Linked DNA regions of Mus musculus: region 2 is linked to region 1. The links are chromatin contacts, called in public Hi-C maps. All regions are on one chromosome and are shown on one strand. Each heading gives the region's core, a stretch centred on a gene start, on an enhancer-like site or on the middle of the called end of the contact. The rest is flanking DNA. Distances are from core to core; before and after follow the strand shown. Region 1 overlaps Cfap54 (cilia and flagella associated protein 54). Region 2 overlaps Cdk17 (cyclin-dependent kinase 17).

The links. Hi-C and Micro-C count contacts between places; a contact is called where the count stands out from the background.
Region 2: a contact with region 1 is called in a Hi-C map of the G1E-ER4 cell line, with 5 times the contacts expected there. The contact joins two enhancer-like sites. A contact is called at or near these places in 1 of 15 datasets of contacts at CTCF or cohesin (the NIH/3T3 cell line), 32 of 484 Hi-C or Micro-C datasets (the 4T1 cell line, the C2C12 cell line, the G1E-ER4 cell line and 22 more), 8 of 115 datasets of contacts at active chromatin or transcription factors (DN3 thymocytes, Th17 cells, Th2 cells and 5 more) and 2 of 9 other capture datasets (adipose tissue and liver).

What each region holds. Positions count from the first base shown.
Region 1 is chr10:93,046,419-93,054,097 of GRCm38.p6, forward strand. Cfap54 (cilia and flagella associated protein 54) reads right to left here. Exons shown (of 68, transcript NM_001347060.2): 6 at 1,516-1,659. Among named protein-coding and RNA genes, the nearest start is that of Gm40739, 25 kb to the right of the region's middle. Within about 2 kb of position 4,698, at least 80 of the 459 cell types and tissues checked have an H3K27ac peak or open chromatin away from gene starts, as enhancers often do. A contact at or near this core is called in the C2C12 cell line, DN3 thymocytes, the G1E-ER4 cell line and 3 more, where this site is marked.
Region 2 is chr10:93,225,239-93,232,917 of GRCm38.p6, forward strand. It overlaps Cdk17 (cyclin-dependent kinase 17), which reads left to right. Exons shown (of 17, transcript NM_146239.2): 8 at 786-880; 9 at 1,475-1,537; 10 at 3,407-3,530; 11 at 7,142-7,262. Among named protein-coding and RNA genes, the nearest start is that of Gm32551, 56 kb to the right of the region's middle. Within about 2 kb of position 2,868, at least 50 of the 459 cell types and tissues checked have an H3K27ac peak or open chromatin away from gene starts, as enhancers often do. A contact at or near this core is called in the C2C12 cell line, DN3 thymocytes, the G1E-ER4 cell line and 3 more, where this site is marked.

The DNA of each region.
Region 1 (7,679 bases), core at 3,448-5,947:
GAAACTATCAGTGACCAAATTATGTACATCAGCTTGGTGACAGAACAGAAGCAGATCCGAGCATGGCTGTAAACGCTGTGTTCTGCACGGTTTTCCCAGCCAATGGGCTAAGGGGACGCTGACACCCAAGCTATAGTCCTCGTACCAAGCTGTGCATCCTGGGGAAGGGTTTTGTCGGCCTAAAGAAAGAGGTATGCTTTTCTAATTTTCACCAAGGCTACATTTGCTGACAAGTGGGAACCATGTTCCATAGGGAGAATATTCGTTTAAAATTATACTGAGATTCCATGCCAGCCAATGGGAGCCCCTGCTGCCTTGTCAAGTATTTGGTCTAAAAGATGTACCCCCAAAATGGGGAAAACAAATATATCAAATCAGTCTGAAGGCAGAGAAGGGTCAAGATAAACATATAATAGGTGCAGTGGAGTCTAAAACTGAGCAGGGAAGAAAGGAGCTTCCATGTGAAAGCAAACGGAGGGAAGGAAGATGCTGGAAGCTGAGTAGAAGAGGGCAGCAAGGGCTAGGGAGATGGGTCCATGGGTATAGTGCTGGCTACACAAGCATGGGTGTTAGCATTCTGTCTAAACTCCACCCCACAGTTTCCTGGCAATAGCCAGGTAGGCCTGACCCACTATGAAGGAGGCTCCTTGCCCCCCCCTTGCCTCTTGCTCTCTTGCTCTCCCCCTCCCCATCCCCTTCCCTCTCTCCACGTGGTCATGGCAGGCCTCTCCCCCCCTCTCTCTCTGCCATTCTTTGCCTCTACTTCCCTCCTAACTCCTCTCCCCATGCCCTGAATAGACTCAATTCTATACTATATCATCTTGTGGCTGGTCCCTCAGGGGGAAGGGATGCCTCGGCATGGGCCAGCTGAGACATCCCCCCACCCCCATACCTCACCACACCCCATAGAACATATCCCTATATCTCTTTATCTTTTTATAAATACATTAGTGGGTACCTGAGTTTGGGTCCCCAAACCCCAGGTAAAGCCAGGCACAGTGGCTCACATCTGTAATCTTAGTGTTGCTATGGCAATATGGGAGGCTGAGACAGACAAGTCTCTGGAACCTTGTCAACCAACTAGCCTGGAGTAAGCAACAGCGGACAAGAGATGCTCTCTGAAACAAAGTGAAAAGCGAGAGCCAAGACCTTGCCAAAGGTTGTCCTCTGACCTCCACATGTAGTCACACACACACACACACACACACACACACACACACACACACACACACACACACCACAAAAGAATAAGGAATAAAAAGAGCAAAGAAAGCCCAAGCTGGCAGTGCAAGAGTCAAGGAGAGAACTCACAGGCAACATAGAGAAAAAAACGCCACAAAACCGACAAAATGGAATAGCCAAGAAGAAAATGTCTTCAGATAAAGCCAGGAGTTTCTTGGCTTTGCTTCTTTCCAGTTCTTTGGCTGGTCTGTTGCCTTGAGACATCTAACAGAGAGAGGGTTTGATAAGCTGTACTTCAAATGCTGAAGCCATCCACCTTAGAGAGCCACATACCTCCCCGTGGATGCCATCCTGACAGTCATAGTGGCACTGGCAGACGGCAGTGTAGAGAGTGGCTCTCCATGTCAGGTACCTGATGGACAGGAGCGGGACAGAGGACTCCATGCACATGCTGGCCCACAGCAGGAACTCCAAGGCCTGGGAAGTAGAAAGCACAACTGAATGGTTTCTCATCTCTTACACCAGCCATAGTGATATTTCTCAGAACCATCAACGTCTACACTTTGAGCTCAGGTTATTGGTTATTCCCATCAATGACCATAAACAAACAAACAAACAAAAGGCCAGCTAGTCCTTAGAATATGCTTGTCTCCAGCTTCTCTGTGCAGGGATTATAGGAATAATTCTATATAGAACCAGTGCCTGGCTTCTTTATAAATGTGGGTTCAGGAAACCAAACTCCGGAGTTCATGATTGTAAAGCAAGCACTTACCAAGAGCCTATCTCCCTGCCCCCTGAATTTTTGTTTTTAATTTAAGTTGAGAGAGCCCCAAATCTCAGAGTAGCTGTTATAGAGCCTTTATTGTTCTAGAATAGTTCCTTAAGAGGCCTATGAGCTGAGCTCATTTTCAGCAATATTCTTCAAGTGTAAGCTCTGGTCTAGGAACAACTCAAAGTTGCTAGCTGGTCTGTGGAAGCGAGCGCTGTGTTGTTTTTGGTTTAGGAGGACCAGGAAAATGGAAAAGGCTGGAACAGTCAGACTGAAATAAATTTAGGCTGCATTCACATCTCAGTGTCTCTCCAGACCTCAATCGTCTCATCTGTACAATGGGTACTTTAATACAGCCCAGCCATGCTGCTCTGGAGCAAGAACCAGTGTGAATGATGGGCTGGGGTAGTGTTCAATACTCTGTTAAGTACTTGTCATAGTCAGGGCTCCTATTGCTAGGATCAGACACCATGACCTAAAGTGAGTTGGGGAAGAAAGGGTTTCTTTGGCTTACCCTTCCACACTGTAGTCCATCACTGAAAGAAGTCAACTCAAGCAGGCCAGGAACCCGGAGGCAGGAGCTGATGCAGAGGTCACGGAGAGGTGCTGCTTACTAGCTTGCTCTCCACAACTTGATCAGCCTGCTTTCTTATAGAACCCTGGACCACTAGCCCAGGGTGGCCCTATCCACAATGTCTGCACCACCCCCGCCCCCGTATCAATCGCTAATTAAGAAAATGCCTTAGAGGCTTGCCTACAGCCCAGTCCTATGGAGACTTTTTCTCAATTGAGATTTCCTCCTCGCCTTCGACTCTAGCCTGTGTCAAGGTGACATAAAACTACTCGGCAGAATGCTCCGGAAATGGCAACAGCAGAGCCCAGCATAGGAAAGCTGACCAGAGTCCTGGATCCTCAAGTCACGACAACTTTGGACAGCAGAGCAAAACGTCTCTGCCCGTGAGAAAATGTGGCTTCAATAACTAAAGAATAATTTCTTCAGTGGATCAATGACCAGCCTTGAAAGGGGACTGCATCCAAAAGGCCCCATGGCTTTGTGGATGGAGCAAACCCATCAGGTTCATGTGGTGTTTAATAGTGAAAACTGAGAAAGACAGAAGTAACAGTCAGGCCCGGCTGCTGGCTGTGGAGGCTCAGAAGAGGAAAGAGCAGAATTTTCCCCTGTCTAGTTAGTTTCTATTCCAGAGGAAAAGAAACTACTGGATGTAGATGAGGATTTAACAGCAGTGTGCAAATCTGCTCTACCATCCACGGGCAGGAACTTAAGCTCCTTCCACTAGACTGGGGAGCCTGTGAGTCATCCTCATATCGTAACCATATTGTAATCATATGGTAACCTCATATCACCTGGCAAGTAGTGGGCACACGGAAAATGCTTGTTGACTAGCAAACAGACCTTCACTAAAGGGGTAGCTCACCAAGCTGGCTATGGAAATACTTCAGGCGATCATTGAAGTGGTAGGGCTCGAGGCTCCCCTAACTTTCTTCCCACGGACACCACCAGCACCAGACATCCCTACCAAGAGTTCCTATCCCGGTAACAAGAAACCATGGCAGCATAGGGCGATTTTTAACACGAGAAAATGACAACTTCATAATCTAAACTAAAATCCACCTAAATAGGCTTCCGGCGCGCAGTCCTAGCTAGGTCTTCTGGGAAAGTGCCAAGCAATGCACAACTCACTTCCAAACACAGGCGTCCAAGGACCTGAAAATACCCAAGCAGCCTGTGCTCCCCGCTAGATCTGTCTCCGAGATAAATTTTCCGGGTCCCTGTAGAACTCTTCCAACTTCATCTCCCTCATCCAGCACGGCTAGTGTTCAGAGGCTTTTCTCTAGGGTGTCTGGGTGGCCACAGTGAGGAGATTCAGGCCCAGTTCTGAAGACAGGCCACTGCCAAGTCAGTGGGGCCGTGGTGGTACCTTCTGCCACTGCGGCCCAGGTTGTTGGTTTACCTTGCCAGCATCAGCAGAACCTCCTATTCCCTCGCACCCACTGCCCCACAACAACCCTGTTTCGGGATCATCGTGGTTCAGAGGCTATGGTGTAAAAGTCTGTGTAAATACCCTCTTCAAATCAACAGGCCTTTGCAAAAATCCCTCAAAGCTTCCGCAGCAAGAAAGAAAAATCGCGTTTCAAACTAAAGTCAGCTTCTCTTCATCGTTACACTGGGGTTTGAGAGAGAGAGAGAGAGAGAGAGAGAGAGAGAGAGAGAGAGAGAGAGAGAGAGAGAGAGAGAGAGAGAGCCCTGAGAGTATATTGCCATTGCCAGAAGGGACCTTAAGTTAAATCTAACCTAATCTGACTCAGAGTCTGAACTGTTTCTGAAAGAGGTGAACTGGGGCTGGAATTCAAGTCTTTGAACTGCTAAGTGCAGCATTCTTTCCACCACTCAGCGAAGCTTTGACAAAGGAGAGGAGTGTGCCAAAACCCACCGGAAAACCTGCTTTCAAGTCTGGAGATGAAAAGCCACTGGGGGGAGAAGCGGGGGGCAAGTAACATTTTTTTCTCTAACCCTAAAGGCAAGAAATAATTATTTTTATTAATAAAGTAGATGTACTAAAACAGGACAATTTTCTTCACAGGAAAATCAAACTTCAAAGAGCTAAAAATCTAGATGGATCTAAAATCATGGACCTCACAAAAGCTTGCTTCAGGTGTCAGCAGGGGGGAAAAAAAACAATAAACTAACTCGGCCACAGGGTGGCAGTGTAGCCTCGTGTATCACAGGTTCATGTCAGGAGCCATTTCAAGGTTGACTTGAGATTTAAGTAATAATACGGGAGTGGCTTAACGGCTGTGTGAGCCAAATACTTCACCAGAAAGCAAAGCATAAGTCCATACTGTTGCTAGTGTCTTCTTTAACGTTTGTTGAGTCCCAGACTGCCCCTTACGATGCCTCAGAAGATCCAAAGCAAAGGTGTCTCTTGATTGTTAGCGGGAGTACTGCTTAGGCATGTACTGGTGAGTGCTTTAGTGGCTTCTGTCTGAAGAAAAGCCCTTCATCAGTCTTGGTCTTTGGGATTTTAGAGAAAAAAAAAAAAAGATCTGTCCCTCCACACGGTTCCTCCATTGGAGTAGGTAAACCAGAATAAGACAGGCAAGCCAGGAGCCGATTTAGTGACTGGATAGGCATTGCTCTTTAGTTGTGTGGTGGTTCTTGTGACTGTGGCCTCAGAACGCTGCAATCTACACCGGTAATTGTGAGCAAGCTCGGTTTTCTTAGCCTCTGCATCCTCAGCTGAAAGTTTAGTGAAAACGGTGTCCTTGTTAAAGTGTTGGTATGAGGATCAAGTGAGAAGATTCATGAAAGTACTTAGCAGAATACATGGGATGTGGGTGAACTATGGTCCATATGGTGGTGGTGGTAGTGATGGTTGTGAGAAGAAGGGGGAGGAGGAGGAGGAAAGAGGAGAAGTGAGGAGGAGGAGGAGTGAGGAGGAGGAGTGAGGAGGAGGAGGAATGAGGAGGAGGAGGAGGAGTGAGGAGGAGGAGTGAGGAGGAGGAGAAGTGAGGAGGAGGAGGAGTGAGGAGGAGGAGGAATGAGGAGGAGGAGGAGTGAGGAGGAGGAGTGAGGAGGAGGAGAAGTGAGGAGGAGGAGGAGTGAGGAGGAGGAGTGAGGAGGAGGAGGAGTGAGGAGGAGGAGGAGTGAGGAGGAGGAGTGAGGAGGAGGAATGAGGAGGAGGAGGAGTGAGGAGGAGTAGGGGGTAGGAGGAGGAGTGAGGAGGAGGAGGAGTGAGGAGGAGGAGTGAGGAGGAGGAGGAGGAGGAGGATATCACTGCCTGGTAGTAGTAGTACTGATGATCTCTACCTCAAAAGACTATAGTGAGGATTGCTATGCATGCCAAACCCTTCCACAATACTCAGAATGTTGCAGGGTTTGCAGCAATAATGAGGGGCAGCCATAATGCCTGGTTTCTACATTACTAGAAGATTAAGTCAGCCAAGAATGACACCGAGAGTACTGGGTAACTAGTACTATTTCTGTCTCATGCAGTTACAGACTTGAACTCAGGGACTGGAAAAATGGTAAAGTGTCATGCAAGCACAATGACCTGAGCTCACTCCTCAGCACCCATCAAAGAGCCAGGCACGGTGGTATGTGTCTTTAAGTCCTGTACTGGGAGGAGAGAGAAACAGACTGGAGGTTCTGATGATACGGGCAAGGTAAACCAACAACCTTGGCCTCGGTGGCAGAAAGCACCACCAAGGTGACACAGGGCTGACTTGGCAGTGATATGTCTTCACAACTGGACCTGAATCACCCCCACGCCCAGAACCAAATGGTGCAAGTTCTGTGAGAGAGAGAGTTCCTGTCTCAAAAACCAAAATGAAGATCAACTGTGGATGGTACCTGACATCAACTTCTGGCCTATAAACATTCATACATGTGTACACGCCCACAGAGATGCACACACATTCATATATGTATAGACACACACATTCATCTGTGGTAATCACACACACAGACACATTCACACATGTGTATACATACCCGTACTAAATGAATAAAAATATTTTTTTAAAAAACAGGCAAGCTTTATCAAGTCAAAGTTCCCTAGAGCTGGTAGGTAGGCTTCCTGTGTGGTGGGGTCTCCAGGGCTTATGTCCATTAAGTGGAGTTACCCATGTGTAGCCTCAGATAAGCTATGTGAAGATACTGTGTGGAGACTTGGGAATTTCTGGGTGGAAAAAAGTCTTAATTCCCTTGAAGCTTGCCACAGGGAACAAATGAGTAGCGCCTAATAAATGAGTAGATCCTTAGGTGACAGCTGTAGAACCCCTAAATCCTTGCAGGCGGCATTGCCCCAAACCCCTTCCCACAGGCTGGGGGCTACTCAACTATCCTCTTCTACCATGTACTTTGTCAGAGACAAACTCAAGTCCCATGAGGCTGGGAGAAGAGATGTTTGGTATGGATTATAAATGAATTATTTTAAGAGGACTATCACATTGATTTAAAATCCTCTTGATATTAACAACGGCCAACACTAACAACCAATTGCTAATACAGACAGATGTGCCCTTCAAAGCTCTTGACATGCAAACTCTAGAGCAGACCAAGCCATGGCAGCTCTGTGGAGCGGTATTTGTTAACACAGCAACTGTGAAATCTTTTTTAGGATCTCAACAGCAACTAAAGGCAGCATGGGCGGCAGAATCTACAGAGCAGCTTATTATTATATGTGGGACAGCCTCACTTCTGTTTAATTTGTACTCAAAACGCTGGCCCAGAATTTGTTCAAGTTATTATTAGTAATAGTCTTTGTTTTTATTTTTTTTTTCATTTGAGGAACCAAACAGAAAGCAAACATACAATAAATGTTATCCACAAAGCATGCAAATATCATGCCTTCTATTTTTATTTTTAAGTGTCGTTAGCACTAAGATACATGCCTAATTCTGATGAAATATAAAAAGCATTGTTTCTCCAAAGCATTTGACCACTCAGGGAAAGACTCATAAGGACACAATGTCTCCCATGCCAACAGCAATTCCAGCAGGTCTCCGTGAGAGTATAGTTGCCCTTCCTGGCCTATGTTCCAATGCCTGGAAAATGAATGCAGGGAATAAACATGTCTTCTGACAACAAACATGCCATGACAGTGGCTTCCTCGTGCTAAAGCGGCTCAGTGAGTCCCAGGAAGGGAGGATCGTGTAAGTTGGAGTCTCTGGGCCTAGCAGATGGCTGAGCCAACAGAGTGCCTGC
Region 2 (7,679 bases), core at 1,618-4,117, 180 kb after region 1:
TATTTACGAAGCCATTAAAATCTCTGACAGATAAATATTGACCTAGAAAAAGTTCTATATTGTTATGGAGAGACCATGGTGACTATAAATTAGCTACATCAATAAATTTTACTAAATATAAGAAACAAATAGCATATATACATGACCATGTTGGGTTTTGTTTTTTGTTTATTTGGTTTTTCCAGACAGAGTTTCTCTTTATAGCTCTGGCTGTCCTGGAACTCACTTTGTAGACCAGGCTGGCCTCGAACTCAGAAATCCGCCTGCCTCTGCCTCCCGAGTTTTTTTAAATTGAAAATGTACACAGCGCATACAATATATTCTGATTATGGTCCCCACCCCACCCCCTATCTCCTACCAGTTCCTCCCTACTTCTTCACTCACCCAAATCCACATGTGCTTTTCTGTCTCATTAAAATACCAGTAGATATAGAAATAATAAGATGAGATAGAAACAAACGGAGGAAAGATGGAGCCAAAGAAAAAGCACAAAGAACACGGAGTGAAAGGTACCCTGTGCTCTGTATCACAGTCAGTGTCAGAGCTTCCAACAGCGGGCAGGAAGTCAGGAGATGCCGCTTGGAATATCGGGAGGGTTTCAGGAAATACAGTGTGAGACCCACAGCACACAACCAGAGGAGTCAGAACCTCGCTGCCTCCATTGTCAGTCCTGCTGTAACCTTTGGGCTTTATCTTACCCACAGTCAGCTGTGGTTTAAAGCTTCTGGGCCCCATAGACTGCCTACCACAGACTAACACCCCTCCCCCTCTTGTTGTTTTTCCAGTTTCACTGTTAAAGGATTTAAAACATGCAAATATAGTAACCTTGCACGACATCGTTCACACAGACAAATCTTTGACTCTGGTCTTTGAGTACCTGGTAAGTATTTAATACAATTTAGCATTCTATTTTGCTTTAATATAATAGAAAGTTAGACCTTCTAACAGCCTCAGGGACATTGTTGTTTAACTGTTGGCGTTTAAATGCGGTGTAATGAATTCTGTATGTTTCTTTGAAAAGCAACTTAGTTATAAAAATTAAATGCCCCAAGGGAGAGGGGAGGTCTGATGGGGTAGGGGTGGGGGTGGGGACATCCTCTTGGTATGGGACGAGGAACAGTCAGAGGGCAGACTGGGACTGGGCAGGGGTGGGGGGGATAAAGACTGGACTGTAAAAAAAAAAGACTAAAGAATAAAAATAATAATAAAAATATTAAACACCATTAGGCTGGGCAGATGGCTCTGTGGGTAGAGGTGTTTACCACCATGACTGACAGCTTGTTCTGTACCTGGGGCTTCCATAGACTAGAGTCAGCTCCCTGGAGTTGTCCTTGGACCCCCACATGCATGCCATGGCACATATGAGTGCACCCCAACATATAAATAAATACTTAAAAAAAGAAAAAAGCTCTCAAGGTAACCAGCCATGCCGTCCCAAAACCATGTCACGTGCTAAAGTGCGGCATCTTTTCAGGACAAAGACCTGAAGCAATACATGGATGACTGTGGGAACATCATGAGCATGCACAATGTCAAGGTATGTTGTCCATGCACTTCTGAGCCTGTGTCAGCACAGCTGGACTGGATCGCCCAGCACATAGACTGGCCTCATAAGCCGTTCCCATCGGCGTGGTTAGGTTACTACCATCTAAGCATATTTAGTCAGCACCTGTTGACTGTATTACAGCTGTTAAAAAACCAGACCCTTTGGAGTGGTGCTTTGCTTTAAAGGTCTTTTACACTTTTGACAACAATTTATTCTCTTATGTAGGGTGGATATCCAAGTCTGTTCTGGATAAAAAGCCCCTAAAAAAAATACAAATGTTGGGTACACCCTGTGAAAGACCCTTTGAAGGATAAACGCCACTCATGTATTGAAAGAAGTATTTAAAATAGCCAGTTGGACAAGGTCAGAAACTTATAGGTAATAGAGATCTGTGTGATCAGAAGAAAATCGATAAGCTTTCTTAGCGTTAGTTATCTAAGAATTGGAGTAACTGGAGAAGTTTGCTAAGGCAGCTAATATCGGATGAAACTCAAAAGTTACTTAACATGAAAGCATTTAACATAGCTGAATTTTCACAATAGATATCTTTGACCTAACTGGCATACCCTATTTTTTTTATCAAAGATTTATTTATGCAAAATTAATAGTTCCTGGAAACCTATTTTGGAAGAAGGCAGTGTGTCATGTGTGGTTGAGACATTTCTAATTCTGTAGGTAGTAAATTTAACTTTTTCTTTAAATAGTAATTTGGTAGAAATAGAGGGAAGCCAGTTTGTTACTAACAGAGTGCTCTGAAGACAGGCATTGCTAAGACCAGGGTTTTGAATAGATTTTCATACATTCTATGAGTTTTTTAAAAAATATTTCATCATATTTTATAAAATGTTATGAATAGCATTTATATATTTTTGTTTTGCTAATTTTGCTTTCTCTACTTAGAACAATAATTTGGAAAGAGCATAGAGTTTAGCTGTCATAATTTGATAAAGGTTTGCAAAGTCCCTGCTTTTTAAGTTAGGTCCAAGTGGTGGCTGTAAGGTGGAACGCGTTTTATTGTCTGGCTGTTGAAATTACACTTAACGTTTTCCAAGGATAGAATGTGACAGATACTGAGATAATAATTCTGGAGTTCTCAGAACATAGCAATGCCAACTCTGGAAACTGCTTCTGAGAATTCATTCAGGCCTCTCCACATCCTCCGCCGTGACCTAAAGACACTCGGCATCTTCTGTATGCAGCCTCTCTTTTTCTAACCACAAAGACTCAAAACGCTTTCCTTCTTCTAAAATACACAGAAGCCCTTAGCCATTAACCTTACAGGAGTCCCTTTCTCGTCGTTCAGAGTACAATAGTGCCTGGGCCCCTTTCTGAGTCACAGTGGAGTTTGAAGAGTGAGTAGGAGGCGCTCAAAGTCAAGTGCCCAGGAGGTGGGTGAGGAGCCGCTTACTTTTATAGCAAATGGCTTGCCAGAGCTAAACAGCACTTTTCTCTTCTGATAGCCTGGCTCTTCTGAAAAACCATCAAATATGATGCCCTTTTAAGGTGATGCTGCTGCAGATCAGGGAAGTGTTTGTGTACGTGTGTGTGCGTGTGTGTGTTTTGGAAGGAGAAATCAGTGACAGGGTTTGCTTGGTTGTTACAACAGAATTTTATAATCAAACTATAGGCCTCCAACCAATGAACTGCTGTTATTCAAAGTTTTATTTGTAGTGTTTATTTTCCTGGTTCTCATTGGGTTAAAAACTAGTTGATGTTTTAAATTGAACAATGAACAATCAAATTCAGAAAATAGCTGCAAGAGGAAAAGATGTCATTTTAATTGGCTTTAATTGCTTGGTTTTTCTTTATAGCAAGACCCGTTCCATTATCTGTAAGACTGCTTTTCATTTGTTTCTGTAGCTGTTCCTGTACCAAATTCTCCGTGGTCTGGCATATTGCCATAGAAGAAAAGTGTTGCACCGGGACTTGAAACCACAGAACCTCCTCATTAATGAGAGAGGAGAACTAAAGCTGGCTGACTTTGGTATGGAGAGATAAGATATTCATTATTACTTCCAGGTGGCTAAGCGAGAAGACCACCGTTGTCACAGAGTGTCGTCAATTTTCTGTGTGTTTTGACGTGTTCTCTGTAGCTCGGAGATGTGTGATGGAATTTAGGTGAATGGTTTATTAGTGAGGAACACGCACGTGTTTCCTAGCATGCTGAGACCTCTAGAACTTCTAAGACTTTCCATGGCGTCTAAAGATAAATTCACACTCAGAATTACTGTTCTCCTTGCTTTTTCCTGGTTGCACCGAGGACTCAACACCAAGTAAGCAGTAGAGTCGCTGGTTCCTTGGTGTATTTGGGGGTATTTAGGGCAGGGCATGTGTAGTCTTCACTGCTGACATGTTTAGGGGACAAGTGTCAGTTATACCTGGGATACTTGATACTGCAGTAAAGTTTATTTTCCTAGACTATAAGTCATTACAATATTTCTTGTGATAAAATGAAGAATAAGCATAAAACACATTGAGCTCACACAGAAACAACAGTAATCTAAAGAGAAAGATTACTAGGGGTCCTTTCCTTCCTTCCTTTCTTTCTTTTTTAAAGAAACACCATTTTTCCTAGGAAATTTGGGACCAATAGACTGATTATTTAGTCTTTAACATTTGGTTTTCTTAAAAATGAATTATTGCCCTTCAGGCCTGAGTTAGGCAGCTTTGTTGATATTTCATGGGTGTGGCTTCCCTGACATTTCAGGGAGGTGTCCTCTCAGCAGATTTCCTGTTCCTCCCGCTTTTTCACTCTTTCTGTCCCTCTTTGGAGTTGTCCCCTGAGCCTTAGGTGCAGGAGCCGTGTCATAGATGGACCAGTTGGGGTGGGGCCATGTGCAGGGTCCTCCTTCTTCTCTTGGTCTCTATGAGATTCATTCTTGTCATATGTATGTGAGCGATTACAAATTTGATAATTTGAGCCGGGCGTGGTGGCGCACGCCTTTAATCCCAGCACTTGGGAGGCAGAGACAGGCGGATTTCTGAGTTCGAGGCCAGCCTGGTCTACAAAGTGAGTTCCAGGACAGCCAAGACTATACAGAGAAACCCTGTCTCGAAAAACCAAAAACCAAACAAACAAACAAGCAAAAAAAAAAAAAAAAAAAAAATTTGATAATTTGATGTGCTGTCCTCTATATACCATGCATATCAAAGAAAATGATATCCAGTTGCCCTTTATTAACATGAAATTTAAAATAAGTGATAGGAGTATAAGATTTTTTTTTTGCCTTGGAAAATAACTTTTTATTAAGATATTATTGCAGACAGCTTATGACTGGTGAGCACTTGAGGTTCGCATCGTTTCTGTTTTTGAGTCAGGGTCTCACTGTGCACCTACATTGTCCCCAACATCATGATCATCCTGCCCCAGTCTCTTGAATTCCATGATTATAGGACAGAGTCGCTGCACCTGACCGTGCCTTGTTTTTAATCTGTAAATAAACACCTTTCCATTTTCTCAGTGTTGGCTTACAGATACGGTAAATGTCAGTAGCCCATGTAAATAGAAGCACTTGGCTTCTTAAGTTTGACGCGTTTATGCCAGATCCCGAAAGCTGGAAGCTGCCTCTGAAAGGCGCCCCCATATGCTGACCACAGCTGACTGCTTTTATTATCTGCTCGGTGACTTCACTAGCCGCTGGTTAACCTTTTAGCTGATCTGATTTTATGCGACCTGAAAATAAAACGCAGTAATGTGTACTTCGCTTTTAGGAAGTAAACTTCTATATTGAAAGAACGTTTTTAGAGTAGCTTTGATTTTGAGTTATATACTTAGAATTTGAATTATTCTAATAAGCTATGTTAGTAACAAGTTAAAAACTCATTCTTACTGAATGCTGGATTTGCCCTGGCTATTCATGGACATTTGTTTATTTAGTATGTTGTTGTTTGTTTGAAAGGGATTTGCTGTTGGCTACCTGAGATTGAAGCAGATGCTACAGGTTAATTTTGTATGCTTGTATAGATCCCGTCTCTACTTCCTGAGCATCATTATGTCATTCCCTTACACTTGCCCCTGCACCCACTCCCTCGCTTTGCCAAGCTGCTTTTTGTGCAGCTTGCGTGGAATCATGCAAAGGGTGTGTCAAAGACCATGGGAAATTTTTATCTGAAAGTACTTTGAATCTAGTATTTCATGCTTTTAGCCTCCAGAAAGCAAATCTCACAACACAGTCATCATTTTCTGATTCTTGGCTTGTTGTTGTGTTGTTGTTGTTGTTGCATAGCAAATATATATATGGCTTCAAGTAATGAATGTTGTTTACTTTTGATTATTTCTGCTGTTAGTTGAGCCTCCCCCACCCGTACTCCTCCTTGATGGTGCTGGGATCACAGTGAGAGACTTGAGTAAGATAGGCAAGCACTGTCTCTGAACTACAGCCCTACCTTCTTTACTTACTCTTGATTCCTTTGAAAATGTCAATATTATAGTCAGTAAAATTCACAAAAAAGCAAGGTCACCGTGGTATAGTGACTCAAAAAACCAAGGAAGAGGAATCAGAGCTACCCTACATCTTGCTAATTACTAAAATGTGTGGAAAAATAATTCGTTGGGCATGACTGTATCAAGCTGGAATGCTAGGGTAATGATTTGTAATTAAAATAATGTCAGCATTACATTATTTTAATGAAGTGTTGAATTACTACTGTGTATGACATTTTTCTTCTTCAATTTTTTTTCACAAGATACATAAAGCCTTACATAACAGCAATCTTAGCATAAGTACCCTTATTACTTGAAACAAAATATATGGTAAAAATAAGGTTATGTTTCTTCAGATGTAAACTCAGTGACTACAGTCTAGAGGCTATGGGGAGCTAACTCTCCACCAGTGGCAAAGCAAAAAGGTTGGGAACCGGTCTGTCAGTCTCTGAACACAGTGGAGCCCATAGGGAACCGGTCTGTCAGTCTCTGAACACAGTGGAGCCCACACACGGTTGACAGGGCAGACAGTTGCTTACAGCAGGTGGCATTATCCCAGAGTATCAAGGCCTCTTATTCTGAAGTTATTCACATCACTTACATCATTAAAATAGACAAAGACTGCTGAATTTTATTCCAGGGAAATCGCCTAATAGGTTCAAGGAAATTGCCAGTAAGCTCCAACTGATTGTATACCAATGATCTTGAGGTTTAAAATTTTAAAACATAGTATAGTAAAAAAAAAGACAAAAAACAAACAAACAAAAAAAACCATGTGATTTGAGTTAAACAGTGATAGCTAGCTTATAACGGTAGCAAGCAAACTGCGCCTCAGTGTCACTGACCTATTTTGGGTTAATTCCAGTGGGAAATAATTCCGGCATCCTGACTCATCAACAGAAAATATCTTAAGTTTAGATAAACTCAGACAGACACTGCACCAGCTTCGTCTCTCGCTGTATAATTACTGTGTTCAGTTTAATTATATAATATTGACTTGGCCCAGGACTACATACACTCAACAGAGTTTATAAATCTACTTTTTTGAAGTTGCAGGAAGCTATAGAGTTGGCATCTCTTGAAATGGGTCATGGCGACAGTAGGGCTAAGACCTTCAGCATGTTAATGGATCTCAGTATTTTTAATTCTTCTGTTTTCTTTTCTCTGTAAAGGACTAGCCAGAGCCAAGTCAGTTCCCACAAAGACCTACTCAAATGAAGTTGTCACCCTGTGGTATCGACCACCTGATGTGCTTCTTGGTTCCTCAGAATACTCAACACAGATCGACATGTGGTAACTACAGATGCCATCGCCGTTTATAGTTTTGAAAGAGCATAGCTGTTAACAGGGCATACTGACAAATGCTTACTTTTAAAGAGTTATTTCAAAGAGTTTGAGCAGTGAGTAAGAATTGAGGTGTGAAAATAAAACTATTTAGATTTAAATATAAGTCTACCACTAATGGCTATATTAGACTAACCATCTTATTCACATTAGTAGCCCGTGCCTTCATCTCCTCCGTTAAGGAGGTAGACAAAGTAATGAGAAAGTCATTAAGCCTGATGGTATTAAGCCTGAATGAGCCAACGTGCACAGAGCACCTTTTAGAAGAGTACGTGACACATAGCAATTCAAAAAAGTATTAATATGGAAAATATACCTACTTTAAGTTGGTCTAAAAATAATAATTAGAGTTTCAAAGATCTTCTT